Linked DNA regions of Salmo salar: region 2 is linked to region 1. A link is a contact called in public Hi-C data. All regions are on one chromosome and are shown on one strand. Each heading gives the region's core, a stretch centred on a gene start, on an enhancer-like site or on the middle of the called end of the contact. The rest is flanking DNA. Distances are from core to core; before and after follow the strand shown.

The links. Hi-C and Micro-C count contacts between places; a contact is called where the count stands out from the background.
Region 2: a contact with region 1 is called in a Hi-C map of blood, with 4 times the contacts expected there. The contact joins the enhancer-like site here to the promoter of LOC106571204 in region 1. A contact is called at or near these places in 2 of 3 Hi-C or Micro-C datasets (blood and gill).

The regions. Positions count from the first base shown.
Region 1 is chrssa15:29,014,382-29,019,620 of Ssal_v3.1, forward strand. It overlaps LOC106571204 (serine/threonine-protein phosphatase 2A 56 kDa regulatory subunit alpha isoform), which reads left to right and starts at 3,590. Exons shown (of 13, transcript XM_014143986.2): 1 at 3,590-4,756. The coding sequence starts at 4,612. dtl (denticleless E3 ubiquitin protein ligase homolog (Drosophila)) reads left to right here. Exons shown (of 15, transcript XM_014143985.2): 11 at 146-258; 12 at 400-489; 13 at 852-990; 14 at 1,280-1,970; 15 at 2,137-3,424. The coding sequence ends at 1,950.
Region 2 is chrssa15:29,072,934-29,077,903 of Ssal_v3.1, forward strand. All of the region lies in intron 2 of LOC106571204 (serine/threonine-protein phosphatase 2A 56 kDa regulatory subunit alpha isoform), which reads left to right. Among protein-coding and RNA genes, the nearest start is that of opn8c, 40 kb to the right of the region's middle. Within about 2 kb of position 1,873, at least 2 of the 13 cell types and tissues checked have an H3K27ac peak or open chromatin away from gene starts, as enhancers often do.

The sequences.
Region 1 (5,239 bases), core at 2,340-4,839:
GGAGAGCCTCTTCAGGATCCCATTTGTTGACCACTTTGTGTACTCGCACTGTATACTCTGAACAACTGAAATGTTGTTCTGGTGGTTTCAATGTCTAGTGCTGTGCATGTTATTCCTGATGTTCATACATGTCTTTCTGTTGCAGTGGCAGTCTTCGGTGGTCACCTCAACTCCTCGTTTGACGTGAAGTCCACTGTTAGCCCCGACAACCAGTTCCTGGCTAGTGGCTCAAGTGACCATCATGCGTACATTTGGAAGGTGAGCTGCCATTTTTATTTGACCAATCCAGTGAAAACCTTTGAAAAGCAGACTGATAGACGATGGCTGACAAATCAACATGCTTTGACTATTCTATCCATGCATTTATTAGTGTCTTACCAACTTATATTCCGATTTCAGATCGCCGACCCAAAACAGCCTCCCATGATGCTTCAGGGCCACCGCCAGCAAGTGACCTCCATAGCATGGTGCCCCACAGATTTCACAAAGGTGAGATCTCAGGTTTGGTCTGTGTTCACATAGCCAGTGTGATTTCAGATGAGTTTGAGAACACTCATCCTGCAGCGGCCAGGAAAGATACCCTTTAAGCTGCCTTTATATCCGTTCTGTCCCTGGAGAAAATGTTTTCAGTTTGATCTGCTCATTCTAAATATTATTATTTTGCCATAAAACAGAATTGTGGTAGTTGAAGTGGTCTGGAGGTGGAGGTGCAGCTTGGTAGCCTGGGTAGACCAGACTAAAAGCTGTGTTCACCATTGAAACAATGATGAGTGCATCATTCAGTCTGGTTTAACCAGGCCAGGAGAAGTGCAGGTTGGGGCCCTGTGTAATCTCATGTTCTGTCTTGGCAGATCGCTTCCTGCTCTGATGACGACACCGTACGGATCTGGCGTCTGGACCGGGGTACGGATAGAGCAAAGTCTTCTGTCGGAAAGGACAATCTGGTGGGCTGGGCATGTCCTAAACCTGCCACCACCATGCCCAGTCCAAGTGAGTACCACTACTGCTGCTATCTATCAGTAGAGAGGGGGTCCATTAAATGTTTTACATTCCAGTCAATTAAAGAATTGGATAGTACATGGTTCTTCTTTACTAAAATGGCCTGATGAGGATTGGCAGTATCTAAAATTCCATATCCATTACGGTGGTTACCATCCTCAAATGCGTTTACTAGTCTGTATAGCCTGTATATTGCCAACCATAACAAAGATGACTATCTCCAATGATTCTTGAACAAGCTGAACTCTTGATTGAAACTAAAACTCTGTTTCTCTCTCAGTGCCTTTGAACCAGGCGGAGTGCACCCCAGCCAAGAGTCCCCGGCCAAGGCGTCTGGGGGCCCTGGCCTCCCCCCAGCCTGCTGCCTGCGCCCCCAGAGGAGCAGACCTGCCTCTCGCCTCCAACACCACCGCCGCCTCCCCCCTTCAGGCCCATGGCGCCAGGGCCACCCTCATATGTCAGAAAACGCCCTCCATCAGGAACTGGTTTGCCCGGCCTCCCGGAGAACAGATCACCCCTCCTCTCCGCAAGGTGCGTAGCCCCTGTCCCCTCCTTACCCTTTCCTCGGAGAGGACGGCCGAGCGCCGGCTGGAGAATGGTGACAGTGGGGCGGCGGGGGACTGTGACTGCATCACAGGGCTCTACCCCGCAGCCAAGAGGAGCCGGGGACCAGCAGCAGTGTGCTGCCCTAACCAGGAGCCACCTCATGCGGGCACAGAGAGGAGCGAGGCCTGGGGAAAAGCAGACCTCCAGGTGGAGGACCAGAGGCCTGTCCCAGCCACACAGGCAGATAAGGAGAACAGCTCTCCAGAAGGGGCAGACTGGTTGTCAGCAATGAGCCAGAAGCTGAGGAAAGGTGTGGGAAAACCCAGCAGCACTCCCAGAAGCACCAGTGCCCCCAAGAGGCAAGATGGCAGGATACCGACCTCACCGGTATACACAAGATCCTAAGTTACAAGTTGACCAGAAATGTATGAAGTCTACTGATGTTCTTAACAGGATTTGCGCTATCTCTTGGACGTGTTTTTCATATGATAACACATGGTGTTCCCAATGTAGAAAAAACATTGATGTCTCTTACTGTATAACCAGGAAACCGTTATCATTTACCTTTCTCCTGTTCCTTCCTTCTCCCAGGCAATGTCCTCTCCCTCCTGGGCAATGCGCTCACCGAAATCCATTAAGAAAATATCTTCCTAGTTCCAGCGAAGGACTCGGGAGTGATCAGCTTGGAATGAAATGGTTCTCAGTGCTGATTCAGAGAGACATTATTTATATTTGTAACAAAAAATATATATATTTCCTATATATGTATTTTAATTTGGATCACTGTTCAACATAGAGAAATCTTTTTAAATATATGAGGGTTGATTCTTAACCTTAATATACCCAATATTGCACCCATTTTTGAGGATCCTTACAATGAGTTGTCCACTCAACATAGAAGACAAACTTACAAGAGATTCCTGTTCTCACGTCTTTATTTTGTACGTAAACTTTGTCTACAATGATCCGCTTCCCCTCCACCAATCCTAACCTTAACCATTAAATGCATCTAGGGGCAACTTCACCCTACACCATTTATGTCTGCACAAGTATGAATTCCAGTCTTGGTTCCCCATTCTGAATAATTAGCTGTGTCACTACCATATCACACTTTAAGTCATGAGTATTCACAAAGGGCATGAGACTAAAATGACCATTAGTAAAGTCTAATGTCAGATTTCCCTACAAAATATTTAGATGATAATGCAGAAAGCAAGTCCCTAGACATGACAATACTTAGAAAAGTACATTAAAACCAAACTTTGGGTGAGTTAGTGTTGTTAGTACTACATTATAACAGTTCACAGCCCATGCAATGCTGTTCAAAGGTTGCTGACACTGGTCTCCAACCTGTTTTTCCAGTATACTTTCCACTTCTGTTGTTGTAACTTGACATGTGTTTGCACTGTGTTAATCCTGTCTTCACATACACAATGAGAATTTTTACTGAAAGGAGACTAAGAATGCATGATAGGTTGTAGTCCTGTCAACCTGCAACATTCTTTTATGTCTGTCTGAAACATGGATGTCTGAGCTAGTGCCTCCATGAGAACATTTTCTTCTGCTCTCTGCATGTGATCACATGTGCAAAGGTTAGCATGCTACTAGTGCTGGGCGCTTACATTCAGAGGATCACATGATTGTGGGGTTAAACAGTCTTTTTAACGTCACACCACACTGTTGGATCTCTGCTGCAAATATAGGTGACATTAATTGGATGTTAGTGTATCCTCCTGATGGATAAATATAGTAACTGATGTAATTGCAACCTGTGCCTGGCTTCAAAAGAATCACTTGCCTGAAATGACAATATTAACAATTTGTGTTTATATGGACACAGTATCCTGCCTATTTATAAAAGTTTCCAGTTGCCAATTTACTGCTATTTGTTTTCTGTGCATATTGTCACATGGTTTAGAGCCCGGTCTTAGTCGAATTCAATTGGTTAAAAAAAAAAAGGTACGAGCATGCCTGTTTCAACATTTTGGTTGGCCACTGCAGTTGTCTGTCAAAGACGTACGCTTTTGTCACGCAATGCAACCCGACAACGATGTACTCATAAAGCTGTTAATGGTTGCACCGAGTTTGCAGTGTGGCGGCTTTTTACATGGAATTGTGTTATCTAATAAATCGAAAAAGTTATTATTGACGTCCGAGCACCAGTAAAAAGTGATTATCGGTGTGTTCAGCGCAACTCGATATTTCCGACTAAATGGATACGGGAAAGTGCTGAACATGACTCCATTGGCGCCGTGGTTCTTCCGATATACGAACGTTACTGAGTAGTTCGTGGTTGCCAGACTTCATTCGTCCAGACTGTTTTTCATTTTGACAAAGCCAACTGCTGCTAGAAGACACGGAATACAATATTTATTTTTCTTGTGGAAAATAGTATGAATTTCATCATGACAGTTCGCTTTAAATTGTAAACGTTCATATTATCTAGGTAACGGTACGTTTTAACGAAGCAGCTAGCTAGGTAGCTAACGTTAGCCAAGCAGCCAGCTGTCTAGCATTAGCATTTTTTGTCTGTCATTTAAAAAGCTAGCACTGACAGCTAGTTTTATGCTAGTTAGCATAAGTGTTCTCTCTGAAGTAGCTAACGTTAGCTGGTTAGCTATAAAAATGACAATTATAGCAACAGGTTGCTATATTGCAGAAATTACAAGTTAAATATACCCAGCAATTTATTTAGGCAGTGTTTCTGCTGTCAGTCTATTAGCTAACGTTAACCTAGATACGTTTTCTCATAAATCTGTCATGAGTTGGCTGGCTTGTTGATACGCGTAGCGTTAGCTAACGCTAGCTAGTTTTCAAAACAGCTCGCTGGACTCAACAAGCGGGACGAAAATGCGGGCTTTACGTGGAAACTGATTAACTAACAAACTTCAGTGGATCAAACAAGCATAAGGTGTTTTTAAAAGTTTGCTGTTTACGCCATTATTTGAAGTTGCAGAAGATTTTGATGCTCCTGGGCTGGGAGACATAGCCCACTTGTGGAAACCCTAAATCTGTCGTTGGTGCACATGTCCAAAAATATTTTTACGATACAGTTGATGCTTCAAAATGTCGGCTATCTCTGCGTCTGAGAAAGTGGACGGGTTCACGCGAAAATCAATGAGGAAGGCCCAGAAACAGAAGAAATCTCAAGGGTCGTCCCAGTTCCGAACTCAAACTTTTACCGAGCTTTCACCCTTGCCGCAGCTCAAAGGTAAGAAAATAAAAAATGCTGCCTGAAATAGTCTCAAGTGAAAGGGTGAGGGTGTTGACACTTCACGTTTACTCTAGCAAACGTGATCAATACCTGACGTAGTCGGACATTGACTATATTCTACCAATCTGTACAGTCAGACGATCTGTACAGAGATAAAAATGTTGGTCAATGAAACGGGTAGCTAATGACAGTTGCATTTTCAGCCTCTGTTCTTTGGCACCCAGCTGTGATGTATGCTCACAAGGAGGACTGAAGTGCAATCCTGGCAAAGTAGGCTACATCGAGAGAATGAGAATTGATCTAATTGCTGATACTTTTGTGTATATTGTGCACAGCCTACGTTTTAGCTGGTGTGAAATCTCCATCACTGCCTGTCAATTTCTCCACTCAGAAATAGCACCGTTGTTATGCATGGTAATTGCTCTTTTGACAGCTATATATTTTGTACAGTACTACTAGTCACGACGCACCTGGATAGTT
Region 2 (4,970 bases), core at 623-3,122, 57 kb after region 1:
TGGCCCATGTGACACCACCAGCAGCCAATCAGCTGCGTTATACCAGACTAGAGCAATATGCCTCTGAGTGAGCCCAGGAAAAAAACTATTTCACTGTTTCACTGGCTTGTTTAGGATCAGCTGGGCATGTTCAGCACAGGGTGGTGAAGAGAACGCACCCAAAGCAGTGATATGAAACTGTGTTAGCTACTCTCATCTAACACATGAAATCACATCATACACAGATTACATCAGTTAAGGGAAAACCATATAGTCTAGAAAAAGAGTTGAACAATTTGTCCTAGTTTTACTAGCCTCGGACCTGTGTCCCCCACTCTCCACTTTACAAACCCAAGCAGGATTTGATTGTTCAATACAAAGTTATTGTCCAATGTGTATTTTTCTCTTTCTTTCTGTCTGTTAGTTTACTCAGTTTGGTGTTGGGTGTCCCTAATTGAGGCTGTCGGTTAAGGTCCAGTCCTCCTTGAACACCTTAGAGAGGTGAATGGAGCGTCGTAGCTGCAGATAAAAGGCTTTGTCACCGGCTGTAGTGGGTTGTCTGTCGTCTTATCCCGTATCCATGGCAGAGCGGCCCCACACCTAATGAGATCTGGCCAGATTAAACCCTGAATGGAACTACACAGAGACGGCGGGGCGAGGCAGGGCTGCACCTGTAGACCATCCAGGGACCCAGAGAGGTGTTATTGAGGTGGAGTAGGTTCCTTGAAGTAACGGACAGGAAATGCAATACCACCCTGAATACCACTTAAAGGCCTGTCTTCAAGACGACTCTCTTAGGCACAGCACTACAGTGTCATTAGATTGAGCAGCTTTCATTCTGAATGAGACATGAACTTGGGTGAAGGAAAGGCTTAGCACATACATAGTTATTCTCGAAGTAGCTAAACAATTCAAAAGTAATTCCAGTACATACTTCCAACAATTTTCCATCTACTCCCCCATGCTATTGTTTAACACACTATCTGTGTGTGAGAGTGGCAGGGATGTGTGACAGGCTGCTTGTTTGAACACCAGTGGTCTGAGTCATTAGTCTCCCCCATTCCCTTCCTCCCTCCCTCTTCCCAATGTCTCTTCTTCTCCTGATGGTCTCTGTCAATTTCCATGAATAAAAATATATGTTTCCAACACACACATGCACACTGTCTCTCTCTAACATCCACCCACCTCCTCCACCAAGGCAGTGAGATGCAAGACAGTGTCCAACAGCACCCCGTTGCTTTAGAAACCTCAGCCAGTGAAAGGAAGACTCTAAAGCGTTCTTTACACCAAGGAGATCAAAGCGACCCAAGCTGTTAGTTAGCTCCAGCTAATTACATATGGCGTCATCTTTGTAGTGTGTGTACCGTGCACTCTGGGAGCCTGTCGCAAGGCTAATTTTATAGTCAATTAAACTCTAAGGAAATGGTATAGTAAGTAGCAGCAAGCTCTTCGGCATCTCAAAAGTTGCGTTACTGTCAGCTGAAGAATGTTTTACTCCTTCGTCACCCCTTTAGAGCTGTGTGGCTTGTCAAACTGACAATAGGTAATTGGGTGTTGTCAACACACACACACACACACACACACACACACACACACACACACAGTGCAGAATGGTAGCACTCTTGCCAGCCTCTCTGTCGTCGTGTGTGTCACTCCAATTCCTCCCCTGCTAAAAATAAACCTCTGCTGCAGTGATGGTGGTGGTGATGACCTGCCTCCAAACCGAGTCTCCAGCACAGAATTGTAATTGGGAGATGTGGCTGATGCAGAATCCTTAATGGATTTATCTTTGCCCCCCTCCGTTTTGATTCTATTATTCTCTACCCTTCGCCATGGTAATTATAAAATATTGAAACATGCTTAGTCATAATCAAGTAAAGAGGAAGTTGTCCTACGCCCCCTCTGTAAATTACTGCCAGTTGTGTTTATGCAGCACAGCATGAATATGATTTGCTCTCCTGGGTCACGTTAGCTTTCAAAATTCTGCATTTTCAAAACACAGACCCTACAAAAATCTTAAAAAAAAAAAAAAAGAATAGATTTCACCTTTTAATTAAACAAACAGACAATAAATACATGGCTCCACTCAGTGTTCTAGAATGCAGGAAAATGCAGGTCAGTTCAAGACAGTGCTATGTGAATACTTCCTTTTCTTTACCCTATGTCATTATAATCACATGCAACAATCATTTGTAGTCTGAACGATATTATAGCCGTAATATGCTTGTAGCCTACTCAACACTGTTGATGAAATACAAACACAATAGGAGCGTTGGAAAAATGACACGCTCGCCACACGCATCTGATTCATTTCATTATTTTACATTTTTAATTATAACCACAATGTAACAAATAATCAAACTGTGGTTCGAACTTCAGCAAACAAACCAGTGTGAAAACATCCGCATAACAAAAAGTTGTCAACATAAGTTCTCATCTCCCTCCTTTGCGCTCTATTTTCTCCTTGTCATAAAGGGTGCATGCCCGAGCAAAGTAAACATTTCAGGACTCCAGTGCCCCCATTTTTTAAATTGTCATTAGTATCTCTAGGTGATCAGTGCCTATGCAGGAGCATTTCTTGGGTCAGAATTTGGTTCTGGCAGCTGAATCCCCTTTCAGCTCAAACACTGTACACGAGTAGGACCACAGCATGCGCTGTGAGCTGAGCGTGTGCTGGGAACACCTTCCAAATGCCACTGACTGAGACTCCCGCCACATACACCCTCCTCACAGACCGGCAGATAGAGTACAAGTGATTTGGAGGGTTGATGAGACGCTTCGGATAACTGCAGCGAGTCTATTAAAAGTTGGAACTTGAAATGTTATGTCATGGTCAATACACTTGCGTTTTCAGAATGCAACAGATTTTTTTGTGCTTTTTGTTGTTGTGTGAAACAGCCTACAGGCCTCGCAAATTCACTTTAACACACAGACGCATGAACACACACACACACACACACACACACTACTCCGGGTTGTAGGGGTTGGGTTACCTCTGTGAACAGGCTGGTCTTTAGTTCGTACAATAGTTGAACTCTTCCTACAGTGCCTTCAGAAACTATTCACAACAGTTTTTTTTGCACAATTTGTTGTTTCAAAGTGGGATTAAAATGGATTTAATTGTACATTTTTTGGGGTCAATGATTACATAAAATACTCAAATCAGAGTCCATGCAACTTATTATGTGACTTGTTAAGCATTTTTTTACTCCTGAACTTATTTAGGCTTGTCATAACAAAAGGGTTGAATACTTATTGACTGAAGACATTTCAGCTTTTAATTTTTCATTTGTTTGTAAACATTTCTAAAACATCATTACACTTTGACATTATGGGGGTATTGTGTGTAGACCATTGACACAACATGTCAGTTAAATCCATTTTAAGTGTGAATACTTTCTGAAGGCACTGTGAGTAATCTCTTTTATTTGTGGTACCTAAATTTGAATGCAGAATTTAAACCGTTCTGTGAGTGTGTTAGTCAGGCCTTCTTTATATGTCGGATATTTTAGAGCAGACTGAACAATACAATAAAACTGTTTCCATGCATTCTAGACTACATTCGATTAGGCCTGTCCGTTGTTTGTAGTTTTTCAACAGAAACTTGTCTTTCAGTCCCAAGATTTTGAGGAGAGCCTCTTCTCTCCTTCAACCCTCCCTGTATGTTTGGATTGTTCTGTGACTGTGTTCATGGTAAAGCACCCGCACAGCAGATAACAGCCTACTTATCGTCCCTCACTCAGCATATTAGTGGAGAAAACTGCTACTGTTCTCTGGGTATTAATACAATGATAGGAGACTCGCAGCTTTCATCTCCCTATATGCAAGGGAAGCATCCCTCTATTTCCCAGCTGCAGTGCAAGCTGTACTCATCTACATTGGGAAAAAGATAGTAGCTGAAATTGTCATTCATTTTCTGTCTTTGTTTTGATTAAAAGTTAGTATAACCTATTGATATGCAACCTGGTCACTCACTACTAATTTCCTAGATATCTTCATTTCTCTATAAAGCCCTAGTGGGCTAGTTATTCTGCAATGTAGTTTACGTCATGTCTGTTCTGGTAGTGGTACCATAATGCTGTGTTGATTGCTGAATTGATGTGAAACACTTAAAGGCCATCCTCAATGGGAAAAGTAATGTCCGCTAGCGTGGGGAAGGACATCTAGAGGCCTGCACAGGCATGAATTTTAATCCCTACCCATGCCCCCGACGTTCAGGCCCTACCCTACCCATGCCCCCGACGTTCAGGCCCTACCCTACCCATGCCCCCGGCGTTCAGGCCCTACCCTACCCATGCCCCCGGCGTTCAGGCCCTACCCTACCCATGCCCCCGACGTTCAGGCCCTACCCTACCCATGCCCCCGACGTTCAGGCCCTACCCTACCCATGCCCCCGGCGTTCAGGCCCTACCCTACCCATGCCCCCGGCGTTCAGGCCCTACCCTACCCATGCCCCCGGCGTTCAGGGCCAACCCTACCCATGCCCCCGGCGTTCAGGCCCTACCCTACCCATGCCCCCGGCGTTCAGGCCCTACCCTACCCATGCCCCGGCGTTCAGGCCCTACCCTACCCATGCCCCCGGCGTTCAGGCCCTACCCTACCCATGCCCCCGGCGTTCAGGCCCTACCCTACCCATGCCCCCGGCGTTCAGGCCCTACCCTACCCATGCCCCCGGCGTTCAGGCCCTACCCTACCCATGCCCCCGGCGTTCAGGCCCAACCCTACCCATGCCCCCGGCGTTCAGGGCCAACCCTACCCATGCCCCCGGCGTTCAGGCCCAACCCTACCCATGCCCCGGCGTTCAGGCCCTACCCTACCCATGCCCCCGGCGTTCAGGCCCTACCCATGCCCCCGGCGTTCAGGCCCTACCCATGCCCCCGGCGTTCAGGCCCTACCCATGCCCCCGGCGTTCAGGCCCTACCCATGCCCCCGGCGTTCAGGCCCTACCCATGCCCCCGGCGTTCAGGCCCTACCCATGCCCCCGGCGTTCA